2 separate regions of the Triticum aestivum genome follow, and region 1 is linked to region 2. The links are chromatin contacts, called in public Hi-C maps. All regions are on one chromosome and are shown on one strand. Each heading gives the region's core, a stretch centred on a gene start, on an enhancer-like site or on the middle of the called end of the contact. The rest is flanking DNA. Distances are from core to core; before and after follow the strand shown.

The links. A called contact is a pair of places that touch in the nucleus more often than the background predicts.
Region 1: a contact with region 2 is called in a Hi-C map of leaf, with 3 times the contacts expected there. The contact joins the promoter of LOC123054974 here to the promoter of LOC123050415 in region 2. A contact is called at or near these places in 2 of 5 Hi-C or Micro-C datasets (both in leaf).

What each region holds. Positions count from the first base shown.
Region 1 is chr2D:614,801,223-614,806,984 of IWGSC CS RefSeq v2.1, forward strand. LOC123054974 (microtubule-associated protein RP/EB family member 1A) reads right to left here and starts at 2,429. Exons shown (of 8, transcript XM_044478860.1): 1 at 2,171-2,429; 2 at 1,922-1,990; 3 at 1,731-1,817; 4 at 1,009-1,115; 5 at 803-924; 6 at 458-534; 7 at 41-154. The coding sequence starts at 2,290.
Region 2 is chr2D:614,175,316-614,181,062 of IWGSC CS RefSeq v2.1, forward strand. It overlaps LOC123050415, which reads left to right and starts at 1,783. Exons shown (of 2, transcript XM_044473216.1): 1 at 1,783-1,996; 2 at 2,179-3,570. The coding sequence starts at 1,794. The coding sequence ends at 3,319.

The DNA of each region.
Region 1 (5,762 bases), core at 1,179-3,678, 630 kb after region 2:
AATGCAGAGCTCTAAGATTTCCAAAAGATATTTGTTTTACCGGTAGATGCTCCAACTCAGGTCTTTGACATAATATCTCGATGTCACGCAGCTTTGAGAAGTAGAAATCTCTTTCTTTCTCAGTGTTGTCCACAGAAACCTTCAGATCTGCAATCTGCAATCCAGTATATATAGTAACATCACCAACTAGATGAATTTATCATCCTCAATAATACAACTTGCCCAGATTTATAGCTGCCAAAGGTGAACTCTACAAATTCCACCGGTATAGTGAACAGAAGCTAGACTGAGGTTTTATGGCTATATATAAAAATAACTTTAAACAATATAATTTCGAATAAAACTGGAGTGACATACTCATATAACAGTCTACAGTATAGATACATGGGTGTTTCCACAGACCACAGTATAAGATACTATAAAAATGAAACAGCACCTTACGTTACACACTACTTACCTTCTCAGATAATTGTTGAATCTGCTCCATGTAATGCTCTTCGTTAACAGCATTACAGACTTTTCCAATTGGAGAAGCTGCGTAATTGAGTTAGCATAGAGTCATTTAAATATTTAACGAAGTCGCACAAAGCCTCTATACTATTCCACATAAAAATGAGCATAAAGCCATAAACTGATAACTGATGACAAGCTTCAATTAATGCCTTTGCGTTTTATCAAGGAGCATCACCAATTTATTAAGAATAGCATGGAACTGATCTTGCATACTAAAAAAGAAAGAAAAACGTATACTAGAAGAAAGACATGTGACAAGTACCAAGATCAATATTAGAATTCAGGGCACCTCCATCTGCTGAGTTAGCACTAGATAATCTGTTGGCTTGAAGTGATTTGGATGACTTAGTGGGACCCTTGTGGCTGCGCTCTTTGCAACCCCTGGACCTCCTTTCTACAGGATTGTAGTTTCTAAAACAAGAAAATAGTCTTGTCAACTCAATAGTTACTGACAAATTGCAGTATCTTTGCATTTAACACAACCATGGCACATACTCATTCATGATTCCACCATTTACAGAATCACAATATCTTTTCAGCCATTGCAGAAACTCCAAGTTGTCCAATGGCCGTCCTTTAACAAGTTTGTTGACCTCAATATTCTGCAGAAGCATCCATCCACCAATCAGCACAACATAGAACGTTCGATGCTACAGATTACCTCGTATAGTAATAAGAATAGAAGCTGAAGTACAGAGATGAAGCACCCTTAGCTAAGGTTGCTAAAACACAGGCCATAAAATCGACAAAGCATTCAGAAAGCACAACTCATTAAAACAACAACCACCACCAGACTATCAAGGCCTTTCCTGATATCAAGTGTCAAGTGCTGAACACAGACAGCCACAGAACACCAAACTTTGCCTTGTAATGTGTCATCACACGCCTACTTCACCCAACCAAACTTTGAAAATTAGCTTTCAATACACAAAAACACAGGTCTTAATCTCAACCACATCCCTCCTCACTGTGCACAACAATGAGCATAACTTGAGTACTGCACAGCAAATTTAGTCCGTCATCGAATCATCTTGCGGCTATACCACACGCTGACATCAATTACACACATCTGTTCCAGATTGAATCCCCACACACCGCATATATAAACCGAACTACTGTACAGACAGATCACCTTTGCTTTCACAGATGACAAAATGCAAGACACAATCACGGATAAATCCACGGGTCAAGAGCCAAGCCGGGAGAATCACTCGTACCTTGCCTATCCGCAGCTTGTTGAACACATCCTGGAGAATCTTGTAGTTCTGGATCATGTCGTACTCCGTCTTGGCATCGAAATTCACCTGCAAAACACCCCCAAAATGAGCTTCGCATCGCAGCCATCCAAGCCGAGCCGCCTAAGCGCAGCGCTCGAGAACAGATCAATCGGGGCAGAACGCATCCTAACCTTGTGCATCGGCACCAACCCAGGGTGAACCATGTCCAGCAGCTGGCACTGCACCGCCCCCGACGCCGCCTGCATCGAAACAGACCAACAAAGCCCCCAAATCAGCACCTGCAAAAGCCGAGCCGAGCCACGCCGCACCACCCACGAACTCCCCCGTCCAACACAGCGAGGCCAGTCTAGCACGCGGGGAACGCGGGGAACGGGGGACCGGAATGGGGGATCGGAAGCAAGCGTGGCCGACTGACTGACCTCCTCGACCTTGTTGAGGGAAAGCTGCAGCGTGGCATTGACCCAGCTGAGGATCTCGCCCCGCCCCACGAAGTAGGCCTTGTCCATCAGCCCGAAGCTCGCCGCCGCCCCCGCCGCCATCCCCTCCGCCCCTCCGGCGATCTCTCCTCTCCCTCGCGGCGCTGCAGGACTGACTGGGCTGGGGAGAAAAGCCCGTGACGAAACAACTTTTCGAAACGCCTCCACGCGGAACGGCGAGCGCAGCAAAAACAAAAACAAAACGGCACGCACACGCACAGCTACGCTAAGCTATGCTAGCCAGGCGTCCGGTCACCGCCCGTAGCGTCACCGCCGGCCCGGTGACATATTTATCGCGTGCTTAATTTGAAACGGCGTGGAGGGTAACGCCAGGGCTGGGCCGTGAGCGGTGATGGGATCCAGAAAAAACATCTCCAAATGGCGGCCTGGGGCCCGGCCGCCTTTACTGGCTCCCGTCCGTCTGCCCCGGCGCCCGCATCGATGCGCGCCGACAGGTGGGTCCGTGGTGAGTGGGATCAGGTCTGGGTGTGCTCGGGGCCAAGGCCGACGGGCTCTGTGAGGCTGGCTCGTGGGGCTCGCATCTTGCGGGCGTGAATGCGGGTCAATTCTCAAGCGGCTTGTATTGATGCCGGTGGGCCGGGATGTCGAGCGTCGTTATATCTGGGGGCCCGCGTTGGAGTGGGCATGGACCGTGGTGAACGGAGTACCGACCGACTGGGCCGGGTTGTGCGTCGTGGAGTACGCGAGGCCGTGGCGGCGATCGAACGTTTTCCTCAGGGCTTCTTTTCTTTTCTTTTCTTTTCTTTTTTGTACAAAGGGCTTCTTTCTTTGAATTCTTGTAGAAATTTTGTTGGATTGAAATCCTTAGAAAAAAATTTACTTTGGTTTCTTTTTCTGATAATCCTAAGGCATAGAAGTATCATGGGTCTTCACAAACACGCCTTTACAGAAAAACAACATTACATTACAATCCTTGGGAAATTTTCCTAGTTGGTCATTTCATTTGTAGAATTGAAGTATATGAGATTTTTCCATAAGAAATCCTCTGTAGGACATTTCATAGTTTTTTAGCATCCAATGAAACCTCTTGGAAAGAACAGTATATTTTGTATGTTCAACTAAACAGATGATATTTCTTGTAGGATTCAAATGGACATGACATTGTAATCCTACGTATTTTACACTCCTGTCTTTCTAAGTCCTGAAATCTAAGAGCCCCCTAACATATTTGTTTGTTGCCTCCATCGCCGGTGACGCGAGCAGCCCTACCCTGAAACAACATCCCCTGTGCACCCTTGGCACAAACGAGATGTGGGCAACGCTTGGCCATCGAAATGCAAAGTCTATAAGGGCATCTCTAACACCGGTCCTCAAACCACCTGCAACCATTTGGACCGAGTGGTCCGGACGCAATTTGCCATCCGACACGGTACCCCTTCGGTCCGCAGACCGGTCCGATTGTCGCTTTCCCGCTAAGCGGAGATAAATTGGGGGGAGGGTGCAGGAGTCCGGACAGCTGAGATTCCAACACCCCCTACCCACTCAAATCCCTCCCGCGGTCCACTTTTCTTCCACTCCACCCCTGCTCACCACTTGCCTTGCATCCGCACCACCCTCGTCCGACGTCGCCGTTGTACCTCTCCGGCCGCCGCCCAGGCATCCTCGGACATCCTTAGTCCCCACCCACACGCCTTCTTGTCTTGGACTACGGCACCGTCCACAGGATCCCTCTACAACCAGGTACCCTCCGTCACCCCTGTCGACGCCGCCCATGTCAGTGACCACACCCTGCAGGTGTTCGGTCAAATACATTGCGCTATTTTGTTGAACTTTTTGATGTTTCTAGAGCAATTCAATGGTGGGTTACTCGGTGATCAATAATGAGTTGGTTTGTGATGCGTGGTTGGTCGTATCGGTGGACTTTGTAGGCATGGGGCAAACAGGCTCGACCTTTTTGGCACCGCGTGAATGCTTCATTTCATGAGCAAAAGCATGTCACACCCTAAGACATGCACGTCATCCATGAGCCCAATATGAAGTCGCTAATGCATTGATTGTACATCATCTGCAACTCCGTTATGGAGGTTTGAGGTGTGATTCACTGAGTGAAGACAATGTGGTCATTGGACTCGTTAATCTTGGAAATCGTAAGTTTTGCTTCATGTTGCTCTACATATTGGTTAATTCATTCATTCACCCAACGTTGTTCTACATGTTGTAGTGCGGTACTACAGTCTACAGGATCGCGCGCAGGTCATTCACGCACACACATTGTTGGACGAAGCTCGAGGGGCAGTATATGTGGCACAACCTATGTCCATTCCGACTGGAGGATCTTTGAATTTGGGATCGATGAATTCTATAGACTTGTTGGACATCGAATAATCTCACACGTAATATTTATATTTGAATTATGTTGTACTATGGATATTTGGTTACTGTTTTTCATAATTATTTTGAGTGTTGTGGATTAAAAAATACTGGAGCGGACATTTAAGGGATAGGGTTGGATTGTCAGCTTCTGCACAAGTGTCTGCGAAATACAGTGTCCATTTTAAGAGTCGGCGTTGAAGATGCCCTGGACTGTTACGCATAATGTTACGTGTAGATTGTATCGTGCGTAGACTGCAACGAGAAGTGGGCAAACCCTTTTCATTTTGCCCCGCGTAGACTGTTAAGTGAACTAGATGAATACAGTATTGTGGACTGTATTTTACTGCTCCAACATTGGCCCTGTTTGGTTCAATGAGTTAGAGTTAGTTTGGGTTAGTTTGGACTCAACTAATTCAAAAATATCCAAACGGGAGGGTTAGTTTGGGTTAGATGGATCTAACGCACCCAAAAAATTTAACCCATCCAAAAGGTGCTTATTTGGGTTAGTTTTTCCTGGGACCACTAAAAAACACATTTTTCTCTTGATCTCCCCGCAGCAGATCCCTCCCCACTTCCTCGAAACTTCTCGCCCTCTCCCTCCCCCCTCTCGCATAGCCCGTGAAGGCGCCTTGCCGTATACGCGCTCCCGTCCACTGCCGGTAACCAGCCTCGCCCTATCCCCCCGTTCCAACCCCCTCGTCGCCCGTCCGCCCGCCGATAAGTAGTCGCGGCTCCATGCGTGGCCCGTCCCCGTCGGCCTCGGTCAGCGCGACTCCTTGCGCAGGGACGGCGGATTCGGTCGGCGGGCTGCGCGAGAGGCCAGTGCGGCTCCTTGCCGGGCGCGTCCCCGTCTGCCTCGGCCAGGGCTTGCTCCGCTCTGCCAAATCCGGCAGGAAATAGTGTCCAAAGTAGCCAAATGATTGAGAAAGAGCATTTACTGTTAATTTAACCCTTTCATCCAAACACCTTTTTAGTTAGAGTTAGTTCAGGGTTAGAATCTAACTCTAACCTCTAACCGAGTTAGAGTATCCAAACAGGGCCATTTTTATCTGATTCTAAACTGGGTGCTCATGTGAACAAGCGATAAACACAACGCAAGTACCCGTGCCTGCCTCGCACGCATCCATGCAGCCATCCAAGGCCTGATATTGGCCCGATGCGTCCAAGTTATTAATGACGCTCGGGTGGAGCGATCGTTGAA
Region 2 (5,747 bases), core at 533-3,032:
TTCCTTCCGCGTGAGTCATAGTTTTGCTTCCGCAAGAAGCACGGATTTGCTTCCTAAGAGGCACGGCCATGCCTCTCGGAAACAAAAAAGACATATTTTTTTCTTTCATGAGAGGCACGGTTTTGCTTCTGCAAGAGGCATGGCCGTGCCTCTCGAAAACGAAAGAAAACATGTTTTCTTTATATTCCCTCCAGAGAGGCACGGTTTGCTTCTGTAGGAGGCATAGATTTGCTTCCGCGGGAGGCAACGGTCGTGCCTCTCGGAAACGGAAAAAAGGAACTCGTTTTATTTTTTTCCTTTCGCTAGAGGCATGGGTTTACTTCACGTGGAGGCACGGATCTGCTTCCGCGCGAGGTACAACCGTGCCTCTTTCGGAAAGGAAAAAAAGTGCTCTCGGTTCGGCTTTTTTGTCCGGTTTTTGTCATGAAAAAAGATGGTCAAAACCTATCAACATAGAATTTAGTTTTGAAGATCTCCACGCGAGGAATCCAAATGTGAAAACGGTTCAAGATTTGGACGCACGATTTAAGAGATAAAACGTTTTGAATAAATGGATCTATGAGAAAAAGGAAAAACTCTCAGTGCGTCGCTTGTCGTGACCTAGGGAGGTGTGAGTGATCTTTGCAAAGAGTGCTTCTTTATTAGTTATTTCGGCACTTAATACTAGACCACAGGTTAATTAAACTAAACATCAGTATATTTTGTAAAATGTATGACAGACAGACGGGCAAAACACTTCCTACTTTCTTAGTAGGTATAGATAGTAGGTATAGGTTGGCCACATTTAGGGCGAGAAAGTATAGGCACCTCCTATATGCCCCTCTTTGCCTTCGATTCACGCGCGCCCACAGGAACAACACCCGACTGGGCCAGCCCATAGTCACGAAACAGTGAAAAACTCACCAAAAAATGAAAGCGGGTGCGGGGGGTCGAACACGTGGACTATTGGAATTACCATCTCCTACAGATCTAACACCCCTCCCTAGAAATCTTAAACATTGGATAGAAATGTTCAAATTTTGAAAAATTCAGAAATTGTTCGCGTTTTCAGAAAATGTTCGAGAATCGAATAATTGTTTGGATTTAACAAAAATGGCCGAACATTCCAAAAAATGCTCCTGTTTTCGAAAAATTGTTCAGAATTCCAAAAAATGTTTGCGTATCCATATTGTTTTCGAATTTCAAAAAATGTGGGCATTTTCAAATGTTCTCTGCATGTTCAAATATTTTTCAGTTTGAGTTTCGAGAAATGTTTAAACTGGGAATATTTTATAAATTTCTGCAATATTTTTAAAAACACGAACATTTTATGAAAAAGGGTACAAATTTTCGCAAACACGAACATTTTCTGAAAAAATCGAATCAATCTTTAAAAATGCAAACATTATTTAAATTTATGAAATAAATTTGGAAACACCAAAAAAATGTTAATTTTTTTTCTAAATGCGAACATTATTGAAATTTTGAACAATGTTTTAACAGCAAGCAATTTTTGAATTTACCAACAAAATTTGAAAAGAAGAACATTTTTATAATTTTGAACAAAATTTTGTATCCGAGTACATTTTTTGTAATTCTGAACAAATTTTGGAAAAAGTAACATATTTTGAAATTGCAAAAAATATTTTTAATTTTCGAACAAGTTTGAAAAGAAAAAAGCTTGAAATTTAAATGGAAAAAAGGAAAAATTAAAACTGCTCAGGGAACCTTCTAGAAGTTTCCTAAAACTGGTAAAACCGGACAGAAAGGTTCCGAAAACCGAACGACTGGACCGGCCCAGTAAGCTCGATTTTATGCGTTTGCTCGACAACAGCGAGTCTCAAATAGGGATTTCCGAAAGTATCTCAAAAAAAAAATATAGGGATTTCCCAAAGTATCTCAAAAAGAAGGAAAGGGTAAGACCGCAACAAGACCTAGATTCCGAATCCCACCCCAATCTTCGCCGGCGCCGCCGCCGCCGACTTCGATTCCGTGGAATTGGCTCTGTCTGCCGCAGGTATTACTCCTTATTGCTCTTCCCCGTTGGACGGTTCGTCTTTTGTTTCCCAAGATCTTGATTGTGGCTGATCTGTAGGGTATCATTCACCATGAATTTTTCTTCTATTGTTGATTGTTGGTTTTGAGATGCTATTCCGACTCGCCTTCCGGTATCTAATTCTATTGTAATCCTTTATTTAGGAAGAAGAAAGATCAACATTTGGGGTCTCCTTTTTTAGGAGCAGAGGGAATTAAAATGAAGGCGCGGCAGTTGGTGAATGCGGTGCAGAGGTATGGCAGAGGCGGATTGTATACGGTGAGTCGCATGAAGGCCGAGGAGCAACTCTTCTACGGATCCACGGCGGAAGCACAAGCAGCAGCAACATCAGCGGCATCCAGGATGGAGGTCATGTCGCGGTTGCCTGCGCCCAGGCTCAGATTCGAGTCATACCGCTCAAAGTACAAGAGGCTCGATTTCCTGCCCTTCTATGGAGGAGGCAGAGGCCACGATAGCAAGCTGCTCTGCCTGGACTCTGCCGGAAGCGCCATCCTCTGCAACGCGGACGGCCGCTCCCTCCAGCCGGTTCCCAACCTTAACGAACCTAAGGGAGTCAGCCCCGCCTCCTTCTCCATCCCCAGGACCGACGCCATTGACCCCAAGCGCGCTGAAGCTCTCTACGTTCTCAGCAGATCCGCCCCCAGCCGCAACTCCTTCACCTTCGAGGTCCTCGTCTATGGCGAGAAGACTTGGCACTGGGTTGTGCTCCCACCGCCACCGTACGTCAACGACCCACTCTATGACTCCACATTCATCCAGTCCTACACGCTGCTCGGTGATGGCTCCACCATCTGCATCTCCTCCCCTGAGCATAACCCTGTCGGCACCTACTGCTTCGACACGGTTAGCCGCAAGTGGGAAAAGGCTGGTCGCTGGGCGCTGCCCTTGTACGGCAGGGCTGAGCATGTCCCTGAGCTTTCCAACCTCTTGTTCGGCATAGCCGACAAGAGTCCCCACTACTTGTGCGCATTGGACCTCTCCAATCTGGACGGGGCTCCGAAGGTGCTTAGTGACTGGCCAGATCTCGACCCTCCTCAAGGCTGGGTGCAGATAAGGAGCAGCCTGCTGTACCTGGGAGCGCGCAAGTTTTGCATAACCAAAATATTTGACATCGGCGACCAAGACACCGAAGAGGTCACGAGTGGCGTCGCGGCTGTGTTTACTGGGGTGGAGATGATCTGCGGAGCTTCTGGTATGGAGGTGGTGCAGGATGGATCATCCGAACTCCAGATGGTCAGGCACAAGTCCTTTGTCAGCTATGATGGCATCGAGTGTGTCCTCTGAGTTTTTTTTTTTTTTTTTTTTTGACATCAGTGTGTCCTCTGAGTTACTAGTAGGGAAGTGAATGGAAAGGAGAGCAAATGACTTGTTGGCATTTCTTAAAGGACTGCCGAGTGGTGGTTTTCATTACAACTGGATCTCTATGTTATCAGGTGAATGAACTGTAATAGTTGAATGATGGTTGTATATTGTGGACAAGCCCTTTGCTCGCCCTGCCTCGTGCTTGAAGAGTGTAATCCCCGTGCTCTATGCGATTGAAACTCAGTCATTAATTTGATATACATATTTTTAGTAGCTCAAAGTCTCTGTCGACGCTCTCGCCCTCTCATCCAGATTGAAGACTCACCGCCCTCGCCGTCGACGCTAGGACTGCGTGGCGACCATGCCGTTATGGAATGAGGCAGAGCGCCCACCCCAACTATGATGATTCGATGAGGAGGAAGGTGTATCCTATTTTCATGGCTCGGGTTAGGGTAGGGTTTCACTGATTTGAGGATTTTCTGTTTGAGTTGTATTAGCTCAATTTGGTTGGTGTTTTAGATGCCATACATGATTTCCTACAAGCATTTGAGTGGGTTAGCTTTACGATTACTCTACACAAGAGTCCTAATCAGCTACGTCGGTGGAGAGGGGGTCCTCTACGGAACCGTCTTCCTTGTCTTAAACGACAAGGTTTCTCAAATCTTCCTTCTATAAGGCACATGGGTTGGCATGATGGCCCAGGGCAGAAACCGATCTGGGGGCCTCCGGACGGCCTCCTTGGGCCGACAACAAGAGAGGTGAGACACTCTTGAGTCGTAACACCATCAAAGAAGAAGAGAACTACTCGCAACAAACCACGGAACGGGGGAGAAATGGGTCGGCCCAGTAATGACGCAACACGAAAACCTTGAGGCGGGACGGAGCTCTGTCTCGCAATAAGAGAGACATAGCCCTCGCGCTGCACACTGCCTTGAGCCTTGGGTGCATCCGCCAGCACATGATCGCCTATACAACCCTTGAGGGACCCCCAATTTGAAGGAGGCGGCCAATCGCAGTGGCGTTGCTCAGGAGGGGTGGTCAACATTTTTTCTATGCACATTTAAGATTTTACAAATGCTTTATAAAAAATCAAATGCAAGATTAACATTTTTTTAATGGATGGTCAACAGTTTTCTATACACATTTAACATTTGCCAATGCTTAACTAGCATTTTTAAAATCTTCAAACTTGTCGACGTTTTTTTAAGATGCTTGATTAACACTATTATATACAATGATAAAAAATCATTTTTAATGCATGGTTAGCATATTTCTCACATTTAACATTTTCCCAACGCTTGGTTAACATTTTTGAATTACTTGTTCATCATTTTTTTTCAAATGTTTCATTAATATTTTTATATACATGATAAAAAATCATTCTTTATTAATACATGTCAACATTTTTTGTATACACATTGAACATTTCTCAAATGAATGATTAACATTTCTCAAAACATTATGTAAAGTATATTTTTGTAATATATATGTTTAGAATATTTGAAAGTGTAAAAAAAAGTAAAAAAAAGAATAAAACATGAAATAAAAACATGAAAAAACTGAAAAAAAAACTAGGCGTGTACTACCGCAAACTGGGCGGCCCAAATGCTCACCCGCACTGAGAGTCACTTCAGCGAGTCGGAAGCTCGACTCGCTGAACGCGAGATATAAGCACACCACCTTTCACGTGCACCGGAATGCCCTGCGGCTCGCGCAGTCTCTACACACGCCGAGGCCCGTTAACCTTTGACCGTGCACTATAAAGGATGGTATCCTTCCAAATGGGATAAGAGAATTCTTATTAGTCTCTTTCTTTCTCTCAATTGAATAAGTAAATAGCGAACCAACCTGTGGATGGATGGTTAGAGGGACTGTGTTATCCCCAGCCCACCAGAGTTCAAATCCTGGTGCTCGCATTTATTCCAGGATTTCCGGTGATGCGCATTCAGTGGGAGGAGACGTTCCCGTCGACGACGAGACGCTTACGGTGACTTCGTAAATTTCAAGATGATATGCTGGCTCAGTCTTTCGGAGGCGCTCATAGGGGTAGGGTGTGCGTTTGTGCGTTCATAGGGGTGAGTGTATGCGCGTGTATATGAGCGCTTGTGTCTGTACTGATATTCAAAAAAAAAATTGAATAAGTAATTGGAAAATAAAACAGCAAGAAAGGATCCTATTCTATTTTCTTGTATTACCTTGAATCTTGGGTATATTTTGTAGAAAAAAAGAAACTCCACACTTAGTTGTTGATAAAACGAAATGCCTACATTTGGTTTACAAAACTAGTTCCCCTAAAAATAAGTTCAAAACTAGTCTAGGAAAAAAATAAAGGCACAAATTTCCCATTCAGTTCGGATAAAGGCACAAAGACTATTTTGCTTAGCAATTTCCTTTTGCTTCACTCGGAACC